2 separate regions of the Bombyx mori genome follow, and region 2 is linked to region 1. The links are chromatin contacts, called in public Hi-C maps. All regions are on one chromosome and are shown on one strand. Each heading gives the region's core, a stretch centred on a gene start, on an enhancer-like site or on the middle of the called end of the contact. The rest is flanking DNA. Distances are from core to core; before and after follow the strand shown.

Evidence for each region. Hi-C and Micro-C count contacts between places; a contact is called where the count stands out from the background.
Region 2: a contact with region 1 is called in a Hi-C map of midgut, with 1.8 times the contacts expected there. The contact joins the enhancer-like site here to the promoter of LOC101742406 in region 1. A contact is called at or near these places in 4 of 7 Hi-C or Micro-C datasets (midgut, posterior silk gland and whole pupa).

The regions. Positions count from the first base shown.
Region 1 is chr21:9,143,201-9,150,656 of ASM3026992v2, reverse strand. LOC101742406 (ADAM 17-like protease) reads left to right here and starts at 2,889. Exons shown (of 18, transcript XM_012693339.4): 1 at 2,889-3,043; 2 at 3,184-3,273; 3 at 3,341-3,580; 4 at 4,191-4,312; 5 at 4,815-4,950; 6 at 5,413-5,687; 7 at 5,765-5,824; 8 at 5,909-6,043; 9 at 6,689-6,827. The coding sequence starts at 3,222. It overlaps LOC134200863 (a long non-coding RNA gene), which reads right to left and starts at 1,332. Exons shown (of 2, transcript XR_009975954.1): 1 at 1-1,332.
Region 2 is chr21:9,190,589-9,198,044 of ASM3026992v2, reverse strand. LOC101739746 (tyrosine-protein kinase CSK) reads right to left here. Exons shown (of 17, transcript XM_062674724.1): 12 at 6,885-7,049; 13 at 5,388-5,487; 14 at 4,724-4,840; 15 at 3,848-3,934; 16 at 2,677-2,856; 17 at 1-1,519. The coding sequence ends at 1,517. Among protein-coding and RNA genes, the nearest start is that of LOC134200865, 11 kb to the right of the region's middle. Within about 2 kb of position 2,729, at least 3 of the 8 cell types and tissues checked have open chromatin away from gene starts, as enhancers often do.

The DNA of each region.
Region 1 (7,456 bases), core at 1,640-4,139:
ATGCGACTGAACTAGTGTTAGAATCCCCCAGGCAGATATCAATAAATCCAATAAAACACGTATTTGACATATATACATGGAAGACTTCCATGATTAAGGATTCATTCATCTTTTATTTAAAATCAAATTAGCAAATATTCTTTAAGAAATCGTTGGTGGTAGGGCGTTTGATTAACCCGCAAGACCACCATTCCGCCCATTTCTACCGCGAAGCAGTAATGCGTTGCAATTTGAAGAATGGGGCAGCCGTTTTGGTATACAGTTGAAACTCAGACCTCGTTTCTAAAGGTGGGGGCGGCATTCACGTTGTAAGGTCTATACCACTTAACACTAGATGGGTTGTGAGCTTATGTACTTACTTAATTGTTAATGAAATTAATAAATTAGGCTATAATTTTGATCCATTCTTTTTTAAAATAGGTTCGTAACGTAAACAACTATCTGATTACAAATTATCAAACGATTACAAAAAAAAATGTTATCAGTGTTTGACATGACACAATTACATTTTTATAGCTATTATTCAAAATAAAGCAAAAATTATTATTAGATCACTTATTTTTAGTAACGCTTCATCGAAAAGAACAGAATTAGCAGTTCTCACTTGGTGTTTCAAACGTGAATTCCACTTAAACATTTTGAAATGTTTATATGTAACGCGCTTTTATAAATTCATTTGCCGGTTTGTTCAGCAAAAAAAAAAAAGTAATGTGGCTTTTTAGTGCCAATTATTGCTACCCGATTGCGACTGGCGCTAGTTGTATGACAGAAAACTGCAGTAAGCGGTAAGCGAACAATCGCGGTACGTGATACGAAATAATTTGACGTTTTGCGATCGGTCGCGACGCGTCTGCACAACATCTGCAAAATTGTGGCTGTCGCAAATTTTTACGTGATCAGGGGGCGGGTCGCGATTCTCATCCGGTAGTAGATTCATTCGAAAAGCAGCTACTCTGAAGTTGTTAGGTCTCCTTCGGAGGCAGCTGTTAGCAAATCCCACCTCTCCTGGCTGAGCCTTTGCTGCCCCACCTGTCCTGGTGAAACTTTCATTTCGTTTCATGGTTTGAGATTTTTGACTGAATTTTTTTTCAAATGGTACGAGGTTCTTTCTTCTTTTAAAAAATGTGCAACATTCGATTATTGACTTTCAGTTGTCTTTTTTATTTAGCTTAGAAACTAAGAAAGCTAGGAAAGATGGATACTTCGAAAATTCAATTCCAGTCATTCCAACACGGAACTAACGCTGCAATATCAATGTTGCGTTTGGAGAGGTGACTGCTAATGAACGCACCGTGCGATTTTTTCATAATGGAAATTTTGAGTTGAAGAACAAACCACGTAAATGACATTGAATTGAAAGAGATATCAAAATTTTTTTTAGTCTTATCAAGATTGCTCAATATAATTAATTAATTCTACTGATTAATAATTTTCTATTTAATTGATAATTCAACAAATTCAATTCATCCATTATTTGTGAATTATAATTCTGGCACTTTTGGTAAAAAATAATAATCAAAATGATTTAATCAATTTATTTCCTTGAACATTTCAAATAATAATCGATTTTTCCGTTTTCTGGAATTAAAGAAATTTAATTAGTTTTTTTTATGTAATATCATTATGAGTCACCCTTAGTGCAAAATTTATAATTGTTACAAAAAAACAAATATTTATTTATGTTTTTGAAATATATAACATAAGATAAAGTTTCTGTAATAAATTAGTTACCTTAATTTAGAAAAATAAAATATATAACCTATAAATTTAGGTAAAATTCCAGTATTGGGGCGGATTTTTTTCCGGTGCCCAGGGAGCGGCATTAAGTTTAAGTCCGGCCCTGGGCTGACCCCAGATCAAACACCGCAACAGTGTCCTAAAGCAAAGCTTACCAATAAAAAGGTAACGGTAACTGTTTGGTGGTTTCAGCATGGTGTTATTCACCATAGCTTTCTCCGATTTGATTAAGCAATAACTGCAGATGTCTACTGTGCCGAACTTCAAACAATGTTTTTTTTTTATTGCCCTTGTAGGCAGACGAGCATACGGCCCACTTGATGGTAAGTGGTTACCGTCGCCCATGGACTTCAGCAATGCCAGGGGCAGAGCCAAGCCGCTGCTTACCGCTTAACTAACTCTCCACAAGCCTCTTTTGAAGAAGGACATGTCATAGCGCTCGGGAAACATCCTGGAGGGGAGCTCATTCCATAGCCGGATGGTGCGTGGCAAAAACTTGCAAAAACTTGATTGCAAAACTTGCAGTGAAATAGCCCCGACTCATGAATCGATCTTCACCATTATTGTTCCATGATAACGCGAGATCTCATACAGCACGAGAAACCGTTTTAGCTCTACAGGAACTGCAATTAGAAACCATTCGCCAGACCTACCATTTGTTTTCGTGTTTTGGACAATTTTCTACGTACTAAAAAGTTTTCTTCCCAGGCGGCAGTACAAAATGCTTTCACACAGTTTGTAGAATCATGGGCCGTTTTCCAATTACAGCACAAGAGCGCATTATGCGGCATAATGCTCAATTAACCATTACCTAATGGTAGTTTTCCAATTACAGAGCATAATGCGACTCAGTGACGCAGAATGCCGAATTATGCTGAAGCTTAGTTGAGCATTATGCCGCATAATGCGCTCTTGTGCTGTAATTGGAAAACGGCCTAGATCACCAGAGTTCTATCGCAAAGGTATAAATGACCTTCCTACTAGATTGCAGCAATGTATAGATAATAATAGTTGATATTTTGATTCAATAAATGTTAAATGAAAAAAAAGAACGAATTTCAATTTTTCAGTACAAACTACAAATCGGCATTTTCATACTTTAACCCCTAATATGATTTTTCATATAAAAAGGTTTTCATTAAAATTAAAGTAACACTTGACCTAAAGGTCTTAGTTACCTAGTCATAAAATTCCTTAAAAAAATGTGAAATGCTTTAAAATCTTCAAAAAAGAAAACAAAATAGAATAAACTTTGAATTCAAGAATAAAAAAATATTTGTACAAATATTGTGGTTATATCTACCAAGTAAGTCGATAGGTACCTATTTAAGTTAAGATCACAAATTATAAAAGTAATAGTAAAATTATTTACATATTTTACAGTGATTGATATAATACAAATATTGAGAAGTTTTATATTAAAAATACATTATTATTTTGTTACAGACATATGTTTAAAGAACTTTAAAATATACGACAAAACAATGAAGATATTCGTACTACCTGTATTAACAATTTTGTTTGTTTTAGGACATTGTGAGTATTGTTGAAATTTCGTAAAATTTATAAACATTTACGTTACTAATTTCTGATTTTTTTTAAGGTTCTATACACCATAATTTGAAATATTTTGAGACAATACACGCGTCGAGTTTGTCCCATAGTATTGTCAAGCGTGGTGCAAAACTTTCTAATCATCCCTATAATACGATAAAGGAGGTTCGCTTCAAGACCTTGGGAAAAGACTTTCGATTGATATTACACCCTCAGAGTTCTGTTTTGCATTCCAATTTTAAAGCCTACTCTGTTGATGCTGATGGTAAAGAGACTACTGTGCATGTTGGTAAGTGCATGTTTCAAACAATTATAAGTTAGTAGCTGCATTGGAGAGACCTATGTGAAGCAGTGGACAGTAGACAGGTTGAAATGATGATGATGATGAAGTTACATTTCATTACTATTAATTTAATAACATACTACTTGCAAATGAACATATGCAAAGTAAGTCAAGAGTCAAATGAAAATACATTTAATTAGTGATTTTTTTGGTGACATCATTTTATCATATTTTGAATATATAATTTAGAATTTTGTAATATATAATAAGATTTTTCCTTGTAAGCATACTAAAGTATACATAATTTTTTTTTTATTGCCTTTGTAGGTAGACGAGCATACGGCCCACCTGATGGTGAGTGGTTACCGTCGCCCATGGACTTCAGCAATGCCAAGGGCAGAGCCAAGCCGCTGCCTACTAGTACATAATTATAATAAACATACAAATAGATATACTGTTCACACTACATTTTCTTTTGAACATATAATGATGAATGTAGGTCTTATTGCCATCACAGTAAATTTTTGTTGAAGAATATTTGATATGGCAGAAAAGACTTATAATATTTACTTCAGTACTAATAATGAGTTATTAACAACAAAAAAATTGTTTTAAGATCGTGAGAATTTCTTCACTGGCAGAGTATTTGGAGAAACAAAATCAGATGTTAAGTTACATATGGAAGATGGTGTAATGACAGGAATCATACATACACCTGATGAAACATATCATGTGGAGGTAAATATCTCTAAAAATCAGATATCTATGTGGGTGTGGGTCTAAATGAAATCACTCTTTTCTAGGGTTTCACAATACTTTTTATTTAATTCTTAGAGAGCACTTTGAACACGTCTTACTCCTAATGGCGGCGTCGTGCGAGAGAGCGAACTAGAGCTACATCCGTCCCTTTCACACATCATGCGTTCAGAATCTTTCACTCGTTCAGAAATGTTTTACAATAATTAGAAATGTTAGTAATAATTAAATAATTAAATCCTACAACTATATATATTTTTTATTGCCCTTGTCGTAAGACGAACATACGGCCCACTTGATGGTGAGTGGTTACCGTCGCCCATGGACTTCAGCAATGCCAGGGGCAGAGCCAAGCCGCTGCCTACCGTACATATACTTACTACTACATAACTTAAGTGTCTTAAGTTTAGAGATTGCATAAGAATTTTCAGTAAATAACCTTTCAATATAATGGCTTATTTCATGTTAAACTTTTTAATTTTAGCCGTCCTGGCGACATCTGCCTGATTTAGATGGGAAGAGCATGATCACTTATCGTTCTTCTGATATTCGGTACAGTTGGGCTGGTGATGCAATTCCCAACAAACCACGGGTTTGTGGTTATGTTAAAGAGGGAAAAGGTAAAAAAATTGTAGTCATTGTTAGTTTTATCACGTGATCATTTCTTGCAAAGTAAAGTCTATGTATACTCTCATATAAAGAAATTACTTCTACGCCATAGAGTTGCCTGTTTTTTTCCTAAAATCCAATCACAACAATTTTTTCACTATAAAAAAGAACCTATCCATCTAATTTTAACTGAATACTAGTATTTTGAAATGTTACTAGCTTATATTATTGAACACAACTATTCTGTCTGTTTGTGACATAAAGTGATGGTAAATTCCTTTGAAGTTTGATCAGTTATATTTCCAATGTAATTGTAAATTTAACCTTTAGTTTAAAATTAATAGGTAGATCCATGTCAAGGCTTTTTTATTACTTCCATGATACTTTTATGTCTTAGTCGACACCAGTTACACTATTGATATGTTGGCTGCTCTACAGAATAAATAAAAATTATAATATTTTATTTTATTCAGAATTGGAAGACGACAGTGATGATGTACAAGAAGAATATGATATCGAATTGAAGCATGAACAGCTTGAAAAAGAAAAGTATTTGGACCAAACAAACTCATACCATCCAGCTAATGAAGCTGACACAAGTAATGATGGTCCTAAAAAGAGGACTAAGAGACAGAGTGATTATGAATATACACCAACAAAAACAAGATGTCCCCTATTACTTGTGGCTGACTATAGATTCTTTCAAGAAATGGGAGCTAGCAACACCAAAACTACCATTAGTTATTTGGTAACATACTAAATGAAACGTGTAATTTTAGATAGAAAATTTTAGTAAATTACTCAATGCAAGTTTATATTTTACAGATAAGTCTAATTGATCGTGTGCATAAAATTTATAATGATACTCTGTGGCAGGATAGGCAGGTAAGTTTTCAATTGATGCTGTTTTTGTTCCTCATCAAATCTCAACTTATTTCAACACAACATTTTCAAATTTATTGTCTTTAGGATATGGATGGATTTAAAGGCATGGGGTTTGTAATTAAAAAGATATTGGTACATTCTGAACCTACACGAGTCCGAGGAGGAGAGGCTCATTATAATATGGTGCGTGAGAAATGGGATGTTCGGAATTTGCTTGAGGTAAAGTGTCATTCACGTTATATTAATTAAATTTTTAAATTAATTACTTCACATTTTATCTCAGGATTCTCATTCCATTTTATAAATGATTTTTTCAAGATAAATGATTTAAAGCTACATTTTAGAAATATATTTTCTGATATTACCAACATGTGGTTGTTTTCAAAAGGCATTACATTTTGAAGTCGTCGTGGCCTAAAGGACAAGACGTCCGGTGCATTCGTATATAGCGATGCAACGGTGTTCGAATCCCGCAGGCGGGTACCAATTTTTCTAATGAAATACGTACTTAACAATTGTTCACGATTGACTTCCACAGTGAAGGAATAACATCGTGTAATAAAAATCAAACCCGCAAAATTATAATTTGCGTAATTACTGGTGGTAGGACCTCTTGTGAGCCCGCACGGGTAGGTACCACCGCCCCGCCTATTTCTGCCGTGAAGCAGTAATGCGTTTCGGTTTGAAGGGTGGGGCAGCCGTTGTAACTATATGGAGACCTTAAAACTTATATCTCAAGGTGTATGGCGCATTTACGTTGTAGATGTCTATGAGTTCCTGTAACCACTTAACACCAGGTGGGCTGTGAGTTCGTCCACGCATATAGGCAAAAAAAAAAACATTAATTTAGTTCTTTATTTGTAGGTGTTCAGTCGAGAATATTCACACAAAGACTTCTGTTTGGCTCACTTATTTACTGACCTTAAATTCGAAGGCGGCATCTTAGGTTTAGCCTATGTCGGTTCGCCGCGTAGAAATTCAGTCGGTGGTATATGCACCCCAGGTAAATAAAAAAATAATACCTATATATTTATTTCATGGAAAAGGTATCAGTCCAAAAAGTTTTTTGTACATCAATAGTTTTGTGTCAACCTTTAATGTTCAGTGTCTTGGTGAAAGATTTTCTTGATTTAATGAATTTAATATATGGCATAGCATTTTCTTGTTTTAAAAAAAAATCACCTTTACATTTCTTTAGTTTGTTATATAAATTGCATGTTTTATTGTGTTTTTTTTAAATTATTTTGATTATTTATTATTTTCTTGATACATGAATTCGGTATATTATTCAATTGTGTAGTACTTTAGTTAGTTACTTCACTTAATTAATTGATCAGCCATAAATGACTGATCAATTAATTAGATGACACCGTAAAGAAGGATATTATGAACTAATTATTTTGTTTTATTTTCAGTTTACGGTGTGCTTTATGTGAGTGTCCTTTTATTTTGCATTGCTTTTTGTTATTTTAATTATTACATATATTTATTGCGTGTTTCATTTTATTTATATATATTTTGATTCTTGCATTAGTAGAGATATCACAGTCCATGCATTCCAAAAAATTACAATAAAGTCAGTCTTAACAAGGTCAGCCTAGCATCTCATAGTGATGTCTAAGAATTCTACAA
Region 2 (7,456 bases), core at 1,480-3,979, 48 kb before region 1:
AAGTCTCATTTTCATAAAAATGCGTGTTGCCCTAGTAAAAGAAAGTTAAATTCAATATTATAAAATTTAATCAAAAAAAATTATGTACATATAAATAGTAAAGACAATAATAAAACAAGTTTAATTAACACTACATTTGGACTTTGACACAACTTTGTGAGATTCAAGATAAATTTTATAGTAAGACTGTCGTACAGGAATTGCATTACTTTACCACAAGTGTTGCTTCAGTTTAAAACTATATCATCTCTTGCACTGTATTTTTTGATACAAAATCGGTTAAACAATCAAATTTAAAATAGTAAACTTTAATCACCTTAAAACTACGATATTTAATTCACTTTATATAATATCGTAATTTGCAATATATTCCTGAATTTTACTACCACACAACCATCACTAAGCTTTATGTATCCTAATGCACCTTACTTCTAGCACTTATCTTTTAGCACGTCGTGCAAAAACCAATTTCTCATATTATTATAATTAAAATTACATAATTCTTTATATTTAGTAAAATGCACGGATTTTGTGTTCTATTATTATATTTATGTCTGACAAACACTCAATTGAAAATATATTTTTTATTCATTACAATATTTAAATATCATTCTAGATATTGAAATAGCAGGTTTTATGTAAAATAAATAGGAAATATTTTGAAATTGAGTTAAGTATGAAAAATACATTGTTATTTTGAGTATACAATAATCCATGCTTTAATTCGAGGGCATACTTTTAAGCTGTTTATTCACAACCCAGGTAATTAAAAAAATAAAGGATTTTAGGACACACTGATTATATTTTAATTCATATCAAGAGTCATCCTCAGCCTTATAAACGAAGTTCGTGCTGTAATGTGCAATATTTACCATTTCTGCGTAATTCAGTCACCTTATAAATTTATATGCTACTATGATACAAACAATATTACAAACAATACATTGACTAGACAGTACCATAGTACCGACAAGCGATACGACCTTATGGCCACTATTGGGTGGAATTTTCATGAAAAAATAGTATTAATATAGGTTATTTTAGGCCTTAAATACACAGATTTAGAGCTCTTAGTGGAATAGCCTCGTTTTTGAACTCACAAGATTAGCGGGTAACGACTATGAATATAGTTATGTATTTTGTTATGTTTATCTGTAACAATTAGTTTTCAACTAAATCAATAGGGCGCGCTTTATGTCGCATAGTTTAGAAATCTGTGTAGATCATATATTTTAAAAGCACAATAATCAGGACCACCACTAAAAAACTCCTTTAAAGATAACTGACATTTATTTTAAACATTCATCCTTAAACCATAGAACACACCCATTATTATTATTATTATATTACCCTAACTAAAGCCCCTTAGGAGACAGGGCGCTTTAGTAAAATAATTTAGTACTTACAATTTTTCACATGTAGAACACGATTTGAAAAAAATATCAATGTGTTAGAAATTACAGGTAATTTTTCTTTATATTTTAAGTAGTTCCGTTCCCCACAAGTTGAGCGTCCTTCACTGAAACAGAACGAAATATTTTTTGAAACAAGATAAATAGAACATATTATACAGGGTGTCCCGGAAGGTAACAATAACCTGGCATCGGATAAAGACCCCCTTATGATGAGCTAATCAAATTAAAAAAGAGCATTCTAACCACAGTAATAATCAAGTACCAACAATTTTATTGAAGTAAAATATAATAGTACACAAAATACTGTTCTACTCCGCGCAGTGTCGCCAGCAGGAGCCGGTGCACTGGTGGTAGAACCTCCTGTGAGTCCGCACGGTTAGGTACCATCACCCCGCCTATTTCAGCCGTGAAGCAGTAATGCGTTTCGGTTTGAAAGGCGGTGCAGCCGTTGTAACTATCTTGAGACCTTAGAGAACTTATATCTCAAGGTGGGTGGCGCATTTACGTTGTAGATGTTTATGGTCTCCAGTAACCACTTAACATCAGGTGGGCTGTGAGCTCGTCCACACATCTAAGAAAAAAAAAACTTGGATGATGTCACGAATGATCTAGGGAAGTGTAGGGCGTACCCCTTATCCGACCGCGACGGGGCAACGAAAAGCCGACGTCGCCCAAAACGTCTTATCGGATCCCCGGATTCCATATAATAAAATAATATATAATAATATTTGGTAGGCAGCGACTTGGCTTTGCCCCCGGCATTACTGACGTCCATGAGCGACGGTGATCACTTACCATCAGGTGGGCCGTACGCTCGCCTGTCTACAAAAGCAATAAAAAAAAAATCACTCTCGGTGTTTTAGGCCTCTCAAGCACCGGTCACCGTTCTCGTCGAACTCGTCGATTACTATGATGAGTTTGACAAGCGAACTAACCCATAGACACAGCCCACTGAGTTTCTCGCCGAATCTTCTCAGTGGGTCGTGATTCCGACCCTGTGGTAGATTCTGCTAAGCACTACTGCTAGGGCTACTGTTAGTAAGCTCTCAGGTTGAACTCCTGAGTTCACCTACACGTCCGGGTGTAGCTGGAATACCCTCTTAGGCTACCAGCGAATCATCATCATCATCAGCCTGTATCTCTTCACTGCTGGATGTAGGCCTCTCCCATAGTCTGCTACAATGAACGATCCTCCGCCTTCCGCATACAATGTTTCCCAGGATATCGCCGCAAGTCATCGGTAGGGGAGGCTAGGGCGTACCTGCGCGGGCGTGTGGTCGCGTATGTCGGCGAGGTTGCGGCGCATGTGCAGGAAGGTGGGTCGCGAGGCGGGGTCGGCGTGCCAGGCGGCGCGCATGAGCTCGTAGGGGCCGGGCGGACACCCCTCCGGCGCCTCCATGCGGTAGCCGCGCTCCACGTGCCGCACCACCTCCGCCAGCGGCTGCACAACACACAAAGTATTCAAGCTGATTTTACAATCTTTTTAAAAAAAAAATACAACAAAGATTTAACTGCCGTGAAAAAATATTTATATGCGACACAGAACAAAATCTATACATATAAATAAAATTAGAGTGTCTGTTTGTAATATTGAAATAACCGCTTTTTACTAAATGCATATGAATATATCGGTACATACACCAAAATAACATTTTTTACAAATTTTGTCTGTCTGTTTGTTTCGGCTAATCTCTGGAACGGCTAGACCGATTTTGATGAGACTTTCACTAATAGGTTATATCCTCGGCTACTTTTTTTAGACTAGCTTCGCCCCGCGGCGTCCCCTGCAGTTATTGTCGTACCGCGCGTAAGATGGAGGGACTCGCCTATCAATAATAAAATTTAATGTTTCCGAAGCGAAGCGAGGGCGGGTCGCTAGTTTATAATAATATAAAAATAAAATTGTATTTAAGCTGAATTATTTTTATTTGACTGTCGACTTTAATTGATTTCTACAAATTCCACCACTTTTGAGATAATTGAGATTTCGATAGCATGTCATCTTAATATGGGCGACTTTCACATTTTAATGTATGTGGGTCTTTAACCACTTTACACCAGTTAGGCCACTCAGGTAGATAGCCGTCATCCGTCGATATTAAGAAAAGTATCTGTATTTCGACTGACGTTAATCAGACATAAGGCTCACCGTGAGCAATAGAGCATAAAATAAATATTATAGACGTGCGTCAGCTTATTAATCAGTTGAATTGAGAATGATCTGTATAAATACTTTTTTATTATTTTGAAAGGATGAGTCAACCTAGTGGTTTATGCTGAGCGTGGCTCGTGGACATCACCAATATTAGGGGAACACTCAAGCCACTGCCTACCGTCTACTATTTATAAAGTTCCCTTGAAGAAAGACATCATTTAATAAACACGTAGGGTCATTGTACAGTGTACACCATTAAAATAAAGTAATAACTTACAATTCTAGGATAAGGTACTCTTCCAAACGAGTAAATTTCCCATAATAAAATTCCAAAACTCCACATATCCGACTTGTTTGAGAATTTCTGCAACAAAAGTACATTTTTATTAAATTTTGGTGTTTTGGAAGTAATCGTGGCCTAAAGGATAAGACGCTCAGCGCATTCGTATCAAACGATGCGATTCTGCCGGCGTTAGAATCCCGTAGATGGCAGACGAATTTTTCTGATGAAATACGTACATAACAAATGTTCACGAAGGTCTTCCACGGTAATGAATAAAACATCACGTAATAAACTTCGTATTTGCGTAATTAATAGCGGCAGGACGTTTTGTGGGCCCCGCACGGGTGGCTAAATTTACGTTACGTTTGATGTCAATGGGCTCCGGCCACTACTTAACACCAGGTGAGCGATACGCTTGTCTATACAACTTAACAATAAAAAAAGAAGAATCGCTAACTTGTGGATTTATTGTTTGCTTGTGTTCTCTGTATAAATTCAAAGTATAAACCATGCCACTCTGTGTAATGGCATGGTTTATACTGTGGGGCTGAGACGCACAGATGTTAGACAGGACGGGTGACGCATGAGTCATTCAAGATAGGTGGGTTTAGGTACGAAAAAAATGGAGATAGTAATATTACTGAAGGGAGAGAAGAAACTAGCAAATAGTTGAGAAAATATTAAATATTCACACTAACTATTAGATTCTCAAAAAAGTGTAAAAAGTAAACCATTCATCTGATTCTGATGAAGCTCGGTACAGATATTATTGACATTCTAGAGGTTTCTGTCAGACAATAGTCAAGCGATAGTCACAACAGAGCGTGACTGGGTACCATTAGTTAATAAAAATTGTAATTATATACTGACGTTATATTTAAGTGCCTCCGGTGCTGTCCATTTAATGGGCAACTTGGCCTGTAGCCGAGCCGCCTCCGCCGGATCCTCCAGCGCTGCACCAGCTCGCGCCAGACCGAAGTCCGCCACCTGTTATACAATCAAATATTACATGTATGGAAAAAATGCAGAAGAATACATTTTAGCTGTGATTTCTTTCAGAATAATATTTGTTTAAAGACGTGTCTAAAAATGTTGTCTTCAGGTCGAGATTCCTCCTCCTCCTCCTCCTCCTTCAGTCGATCGCTCATTGCTGAGCATCGTGATGCGCCGGCCTGTGACTTTTTTTGTAATCTGTAGCCACTTTTGTCGGTTAGTGGCACAGTGAAGTGCTTGGCTCAGTCTCATGTCCAGACACTCGGATACTTGGTCACTCCATATTTTTCGGCTCTGACCTCTGGATCGTCTTCAATCCACTTTACCCGTCACTATGAGTCTCTCCAGGTTGTCAGAGGGTTTTCTTGCTATATGACCAAAATATTGGAGCACTCTATATAGGCATTTAGTGGATTAAAAACCACTTAATGAGAAAATATTCTCTTTACCTTATAAAGATTTAAAAACCGATTAAATGTACACATTTCTAGACTATTTTATATTAGAACAGATAAAGTGTAAATATAGTTTTAAAACATACCTTGGCGGTGCCTTCCGCCGAGATGAGCACATTTCTCGCCGCCAGGTCGCGGTGTACGACACGTTGCCTTTCTAAATATTCCATCCCACAGCACGCGTCACTGTAACCAAATTCAATACCATATTTAGAATCTCGGTTATGTAAACAGTTTCTTCACGATTTGTGTTCGAAAAATCACTTATACGATTGACTGGTAATCTGGTATCTCAGTAAACCTTTTTTATTGCACAGATGGCAAAAGGAATCCGTGACCCACCAGGTGTTAGTAGTCACTGTATGTCACTATTAACTATAACTTAATTTCCGATTGGATGTATTTTAAAATTGTAAGAAAAAAAAAACCCATCTTACATATTCAATATCCTAATTATTTTTTTTCATAGATGGTGGTGGTGGTTGACGAGCTCACGGCCCACCTGGTGTTAAGTGGTCACCGGAGCCCATAGACATCTACAACGTAAATGCCGCTAACCGCCTTGAGATATGACTTCTAAGGTCTTAGTATAGTTACAACGGCTGCCCCACCTTTTAAACTGGAACGCATTACTGCTTCATAGCAGAAATAGGCAGGGCGGTGGTACCTACCTGGGCGGACTTACAAGAAGTCCTACCACCAGTAATTACCCAAATCATAGTTTTTACAGGTTTGATTTTTATTACACGATGTTATTCCCTCACCGTGGAAGCCTTAATACATCGAAGTACACGACATCGTAAACTTCTAGTTGCTATCTCGAGTATTGCCGGTATAAGCCGCGCCAATAAAGAAACGAATAAAAAATGGCGGCGACGATCATGCGATCTCACTCTAAACTATTGCTGTATTTAGTCGCACACAGCGCGTACTGCATGCAAAAAAAATATGAGTTCTGACTTTGTTGTTGAGTTCGAGTTTTTCACTTTCGAGTTGTGCGACTTAGATGACTAAGCAGCAAAAGTGTCTACGCAAGTTGAATCCCAGATGATACACCTCCCCCTCTGCCGGGACATAAAGTAAAGTAAAGTAAAGTAAAGTAAGTAAGTAAACAACTTTTTCTTTCTATCTTTCTTTTTATTTGTTGACCTTACCATATGTCGGTGCAGATACATAGACGTCATTTTCGATTCGTTTCTTGTTTTTTTTAAGGGATTTTATGACCTGGTAACTAAGATCTTTAATGTCTTATTTTAATTTATATTCTTATTTTAATGAAAAATGATATTATGGAGTGAAATGACATGAAATGAAGATGATTAATTTGAGACATTAATTAGCTGTGAACTTTTTGGAGGATCCCGAGAAGTTACGTCCAGCGGCTTTGTTTCATTTTCCCACATTTGTGCACTTTCACAGATATTAAATAGTTAATAACCACCGTTATTAAACACTTTAAACCTGAAGAAACACTAAATAGACAAAATAAAACAAATCACACAACTTCACTCCTCGCGTTCCCCGTCAAAAAGCCGATTCGTTTCTTTATATAGCAGATATCAGAATCGTGGATCGGTACTCACAACGCGAAGTTGATCTGGTTGAGCTGCGTGACGTAGTGGCGGCCGCGGCTGCGCAGGTAGTCGAGCAGCGAGCCCTGCGCGCAGTGCTCCGTCACCAGGCACGTGCCGCCGCTGCTCGTGAACACCAGCCCCAGCAGACGGACCAGGTTCTCGTGCTTCAACGATCTGCGTTACAAATACAAAACACATTTAATTCTCACTATCTATTACGTAATATTCTTTCTTTCATTCTTTTCAGCTTCTCAGAAGATATCGCTCCATTTCCTCAATTATTCGTTCACAGGGGTATCTACAGTAGGCGCGCGAGTTCATGTCCATCTTAAGGAATGTGGTAGTGCTGTGACCTAGTTAATTATGGTAATGTCGATAATAACTACCGATTTAGTCAACAGCTGTCAATTCGGTTTAATGTAACTTAAGGTGATTTTGCAAATTATCTAATAAAATAAATGTGTTATGTATAATTACTTATATATTTCTAATAGAGAAAAAAAATTTTTTTTATTCCAATTCAATCACTTATCAGGTGAAAAGACAACCGACAGATCAGAGTCGGAATCAGTATATTTTTT